Linked DNA regions of Oryctolagus cuniculus: region 1 is linked to region 2. The links are chromatin contacts, called in public Micro-C maps. All regions are on one chromosome and are shown on one strand. Each heading gives the region's core, a stretch centred on a gene start, on an enhancer-like site or on the middle of the called end of the contact. The rest is flanking DNA. Distances are from core to core; before and after follow the strand shown.

The links. A called contact is a pair of places that touch in the nucleus more often than the background predicts.
Region 1: a contact with region 2 is called in a Micro-C map of ear pinna, with 3 times the contacts expected there. The contact joins the enhancer-like site here to the promoter of MICAL2 in region 2. A contact is called at or near these places in 3 of 6 Hi-C or Micro-C datasets (ear pinna, psoas muscle and an unstated tissue).

The regions. Positions count from the first base shown.
Region 1 is chr1:54,180,366-54,183,488 of mOryCun1.1, reverse strand. No RefSeq gene overlaps it. Among named protein-coding and RNA genes, the nearest start is that of DKK3, 32 kb to the left of the region's middle. Within about 2 kb of position 1,643, at least 2 of the 8 cell types and tissues checked have an H3K27ac peak or open chromatin away from gene starts, as enhancers often do. A contact at or near this core is called in ear pinna, where this site is marked.
Region 2 is chr1:54,122,868-54,125,913 of mOryCun1.1, reverse strand. MICAL2 (microtubule associated monooxygenase, calponin and LIM domain containing 2) reads left to right here and starts at 1,351. Exons shown (of 36, transcript XM_070073245.1): 1 at 1,351-1,516.

The DNA of each region.
Region 1 (3,123 bases), core at 394-2,893, 57 kb before region 2:
TAACATCCCGTGAGCTCAAATTGCTGGGGCCCAACTGGGTAACCAGACACTGGGCTTGGTGATCTTGCACAGCAAGTCTGCACCGAGGGGGGTGGGGCAGATGGTGGGCATTAGGACGTGAGTCCCAGATCCCCAGCCAGCTTGGAGAGAACAGGGTGAAGGCTGAGACCGGGGGGTACAGGGAAGGGAGGGAGCGTGTAAACAGAGAGGGCCAGATATAAAATCACATAGACACACGTGCACGTGGCCCACGGCCCCTTGATGGATACACACTAACCCCCTGTGCAAATGTACATGCACACACGTCCAGGCACATGGACATGGTTACAGGGTTCACAGCAATGAAGCTAGGGCTGCAGGTTCACTGATGGTGGTTTCTATAGGCTTCGCTAGTAAACACTACTTATTTTGGAAAGCAACTTCTCTGTTTTCCAATAAAACATTGGGACATACGGTATTGGATTTCCCTGATCTGACATTGACCTAAAAAAATGTGCTGGCAGGAACAGAAAATGCGATGCCCCACTGTGCTGGCAGGCACCGGTCAGCTTCGCTCCTCTTGGCTTTGATTGCAAAGGTCAAGATGCAAGTGGGGGGCCAGCGAGGCCTCACTGTCCAACCAGCATTCTTGCCGCGGAGCTGCAGGGAAGCCGAGGACAGAGCTGGGGGCTTCCTGCCGGCCTGTATGCCCATGGCCTTGAAGAGCAGGCAGGGGGGATGAGCTGAGGGGACAACGTGTCACGGAGGCAGCAGACGGAGATGGCTCCAGGATGGGCAAAACGTGGATAGGGCCCAGCTGGGGGATGGGCACATGTGTGCCCCTACAGTGGCCATCAGAGAAATGCGCCTGGAGCCCTGAGTGGGGTTTGAGGTGGGTTCCTGTCCCTGGGAGGGGGACTGGCTTCTATGGGCAGAGCAGTCAGGCCCAGCTCCAGATGACGGGCGGGGCGGGCTGCAGGCGTGGGCACAGTGGCAAGGCCTGGGAGGCAGAAGCCCACCTCCAGGCGGGAACACTGGCATTCCTTGTTTCTTTAGGGGGCATTGGTCCTGGTCTGATCAACAGTGAGAAAGGAGCAGTGTGCCCCCATAGCCCAGAGCCCCTCAGGACCCCCAAATTGAGCCTGAAACTTGACAATGGTCTTCCTCCATGAGGATGAGTGAGATCAGAAGTGTAAGGTGCTCAGCGAGGGCGGGACACACGCCCTGAGGCAGAGAGGAATACAATGGGCCTGGCAGAAGTGCTGGGGATCCAATGAGATCATCTGTCTAAGGCACTTCCAACAGGGCGTGCATTTAGTAAGCATGACAACCGTTTGCTGTGGAAGTGAGTCTTACTGGGGATGACTCAATCACACATTGGGCCACTTACCCCTTCGGCATGACTTTGCTAGGGTTCTCTGTGTGCCAGGCACGGCTCGAGGCCCCGGGGGTGCAGCGGTGAACAGAAAACCCACGCCCTCAGCCCTGGCATCCGTGAATATGCCGTGTCCATGGCTAGCAGGAGTTAAGTTGCCTAGCAGCTGACCCAAAGATCCAGAAGTGAGCCTGGCTTAACCAGGTGCGCTGGCTGCAGCCACAGGGGTCCCTCAAAGGGGAAGAGGGGCAGGCGAGGCAGGGTGAGAGGAGCTGAGCTGGTAGAAGCCGAGGCTGGAGCAACGGGAGTCTTGGCCCCAAGCCGAGGCAGACAGGTGGCCGGTGGCAGCTGGAAAGGGCACGGAAACAGAGCCTCCTGGCGGCCTCCAGGGAGAAACATGGCCCTGCCTTTGACTTAATCCAGTGAGATTTCTGACCTTGAGAACGGGGGGATCATAAATTTTGTCGTTTCGAGGCTCTGAGTTTGCAGGAATTTGTTACAGCAGCCACACGCTGTGGCTGCAAACCCTTCCTTGTGGAGCTTACCTTCTCACCGCGGGAGACGGGGCATGAGGAATTGTGGCACATACGGTGTGGCATGGGGTGCTTCCTTCCCCTCACTGGTGGGGCGGGGAGCGCCCAGCATGGGGTGCAGGGCCCCTCTGGCCGTGGCCACCTCTGCTCCTTGTACCCCTCTGCCTGCCAGGGGCCTGCAGGGTGGGGCTGAAGCACACAGCCAAGGTGCACAGGCTCCTGGGCTAGGGAGGAGGCAGGTGCGCGGTATCTGGCCCAGGGGAGTGGTGCGGTCTGCGGCCAAAGTCTGGGGCAATTAGCATGTGCCCAGATCCCCGTGGGTGGGGACGTGAGGAACTATGACTGGTCCAAGTCCGTGGCGGGTGAAAGCCAGGCTGGGCGGCTGCTCTAGGAGCTCCAGGTTTCCATAGTGATTACCAGCTCTTGGTCACGCCTAATGAGGAACACGGAGAATCCTCCTGTGGGAGGCCACTGGGCTCCTTGCTGAAGCCTTCCTCTTTGATCTTTGGCCTTTAATTGGCAGGCTGAGCCCAGGGAGCCTCCTCAGGAGATGGCTGAGGCTTGGGCAGGGCTCTGCCTCACCTGCCCATCCCTGTTCTGGTTGCTGAAGTCCCTGCTCCACCCCTGAGCCTTCGCTGAGCAGGGGAGGGAGGCCTTGAGGAGCTGCACCATGCAGGCGGGGTCCGCTACTCAGGGTGCAGCTCAAAGACCTGGAAGCGATGGTGCCTGTGGCCCATGTTTGGGATCTTAGGTTGTACACTGCTCGAAGGCACTGCATGGCACATAATAGGCATCTTAATTTATGTCGGAGCCCAGTGGGTGGCAGAGACTCCAAGCCACCTGATGGGTGGCTGGGGGGAGCTCCCTGGGACCTGAATCCACGGTGGCACCAGGGCCGCGCACAAACTCTGGCACACACGTGTGCATGCTGTCCCACCCTCCTGCACAGCAGGTACCTACTGCCATTTAAGGCCTGATTCATAGGGCTCTCAGACTTTGGACCTGCAGTGGTCATCTCACGGGAAGTCTGCTGGGGGTGGGGCGCGGCACTTGGGTGTGCATGCTGCTGGCCACAGGGGTGCCACACGGGTGTGTGTGTGTGTGTGTGTGTGTGTCGCACCAGGGCTGTTTGTGCTAACGTGACCCTTCTTTTTTAACTCGAGGGAAAGACATGTTTCTCCTATTTGCACAAAGATACCCAGTGGGCCAGCTGGGCCCTGCCCTGGCTCGCCAAAA
Region 2 (3,046 bases), core at 102-2,601:
GGTGAGTGAACCAAATAGATGGATGGAAGATCTCTTCCTCTGTCTTGTCACTCTGCCTTTCCAATAAATAAAGACAAATAGGCATTTACAAAATGCATGCCTATAGGGCCAGACTTCGATGAGGTAATGTGTGGAGTGCTGCCCCTCTGAGAAAGGGCAGCACTTTGCTGGAAAGTTCCTCTGCAGGAAGCGGACTGACTGCTGGGAATGCTAAGAGAACTGCCAGGTAGGGCAGTACCTGGGAAGTCCAAAAGGCAGGGAGTCAGATCACATGGTAAGGGGAAGAGGAAAAATAAGCCACCTGTTCTGGCTGCACCTACCCGGCGAGGGAACGTGGCGTCTCCACGGGGTGGCCTGGCTGTGCAGAGATTCCAGCAGCCTGGAGCCACGACCCTGCTTCTCACTGCCCAAGCCTGCCTGTTTTCCTCCCTGTGGGTCAGCCCAGTTCCAAGAACACTTACGGATGCTTACATTGCGTCAGGCCCCAGGATAAGCTGGGAGGTGAGTCAGACAGGCCTCCTGCCCAAGGAGATCCCAGTTCAGGATCACTGTAGCAGAGCAGCTGGCACAAGATGCTCCACAGTCCTCACCGTACCCCACGCCAACACCCTGTGGTTCCCCTGGAAGGTGCCCTCTGCAGTAGGGGATGCGGTGTGTGTGGGGGGTGGAGGGGTGTGTATAGGGCCACCCCTGAGGGTGGGCAGAGCAGAGCTGAAGGCAGACATTTGACAGCAGAAAGGTGGGGGGAGGGCCTCAGGCGAGCTGACCAAGGTACACGTGTCATCCACCTCCGCTGCCCCTCTTCCCATCAGCTTCAGCCTAAGCAAGGCCCGTTCAAGTGACAGGAAGAGGCTGCTAGCTGGCAGGACGGTTTGCTGAAGCTGAGGGCGATCAAGGAAGGAGCAAAGCCAGGAGGCAGAGCTGGGAGAGCACTGCGGCTTCCCCACGTCCCAAAGCAGAAGCTGAGCCTCGCTTTCCAGCTGCTCGGGCCAGGGCCACAGTGCGGGAGGCGCAGCTCTTGCTTCTCCCTCGGCACCAGGATGCCAAAGCCGGGCTTTTTATCTAGCAGCGCCACCACGCCCTGCTGCTAGCGGCCTTCAGCCCATCCCCAGCCTGCGCCCGCCTGGGTGGGAGCGCCAGGCAGCTCTCCGCGCTCGGGGCCGGGCTACAGCCCACGTGCGCCGGCGGCAGCGGCGGTGACAGCCGGCCCGTGGGGGCGGGGCGGGGCGGGGGCGGGGGCGGGCTCCGCGCCGTACTGCTATTGGCCGTATGCTTCGGCCCGGGGGCGGGGCCGCGCCCCCGGCAGCCCTCTCATTGGCTTTGCCGCCGACGGGGCGTTCCCCAGGCCGGTGCGCCGCGCCGCGCACAACCGCGGGCGCCTGGCCGGCTAAGCCTGCGCGGGGCCGCCTCGCTAGCTCCCAGCTCCGCAGGCGGCCCGCGGGCTCCGACAGCTGCGCCCACAGCCGGAGGCGGAGGCAGCCGCTGACCCCAGGCCCGGCGGCCCGCGCGACCTTCGGTAAGACGGGGAAGGCATGGGAGCTGGGGAAGGCGGGCGGGTGGGGACCGTGTCAGCCCCAGCTGGACTCTGCGCCCTGCCGGGCGCCGGGGAGGGTCAGGTGCGGCCGAAGCATCCCCTGCCTCAGAGCCCCCACGCTAGCGCGCAGAGAGCAGGTGGCCCCGTGGGAGAGCCCGGGGCGCCCCCGCTGGTCTCTGAAACGATTAGAATACAATAAAAGCCTCCCGCCAGCAGCCCGTACGACCTGTCCCTCCGTCCCCAACACTCCAGCCCTGCCGCTCCGAACCCAGAGAACCCCAAACGGCGAATCCGAGGGGCGCGATGGCCAGACGTGCCTCTGGTCGCCCCCTGAACTGGGCCGGGTGCTCTTCGGGCTCTGCGCCTTTTGCGCCCCCCCCTCTTTATTTTCCTCCCCCGTTTCTCTCCCTCCTTAATAACAGGAAGTTAAGCAGTGCCAATATCAGTGGCCTGGTCGCTGCGGGCCGGGGCCGGGGCCGGGGCCAGGGCCGCGGCTGCGGCTCGGTCCTCTCCGGGTCGCGCGCCCCCCGGCAGCCCGCGCTCGCCCCCGACCCGGGAGCGCCCGCTCTGCGGTCGCCCGTCTGGCCCCGGGGAGGAGCTGAGTCCTGCCGGCAGCCTCTGCCCGGAGCAGGTGGGGTTAACTTTGTCCCAGCCCGGGCTCCCCGGCAGGCTGAGCCGGGAACGGCCTTGGCTGGATGGGGAAGAGGCCTGTTGAAACCGAGTCAGTGTGCACGTCGTGGAGTCCCCAGCCCTGGGTTTCTCTTGCTGTCAGTCTCGCCGGCTCGCTACAGCCCTCCGTGGTTTGGACGAAGGATGAAGTCACTGACCAGCCCCCTTGTGGGCAGGTCGCAAGGGAGAAGTGCCAGCGGTGAGCTGGCCCGTTGGTCCTTGCGTGTTGGGGTTCCCTGGCACCTGCGACTCTGTCGCGCCCCACCCTCCTCTAGGGGCAGAGGACCCCATAAATGGGCCTCAGGGCAGCCCCGCCCCGTGTCCTGGAAACTTTAATTGCGGTAAGGACTCGCCTTCTGTGGCAGACAGGAAAGATTTATTTGATTCCTACTGCAGGTCAGGCCGGTCCTGTGGCGCTTTCGCAGGGGATCTCACTGTTATCCTTCAAACACTCTGAGAGCTTCCCCCACCCCCTCCTTCGCTCCTCCTGCTCCCCCTCCTGTTTCAGAGATGAGGAAAGATACTCAGGTGGGGTAAGTGCCCAAGCCTGAGTCAACCCCGGCTCCCTCAGTGCTAAGTCCAGTGCTCTGCCTGCTGCCCATGGCTGTGAGAAGTGTGTGCGGTGTGTGAGATCGTGAGCCCACTGTGTGCTGAGTGCCACCTCCTGGCCTCTGAAGGCTGCCCACCAGGATTATAGGGGATGCTTCTCCTGCAAAACCCTTAAGCTGGCCCAGCTGAGGCCAGGTTGTTGAAGCCGTAAACCTCTTCCCCACTCTGCCTTCTAGTTAAGAGTAGGGATGGCCACAGTGTGAGCAAGAGAGACTGACTGCCAGTGTTGGGTGG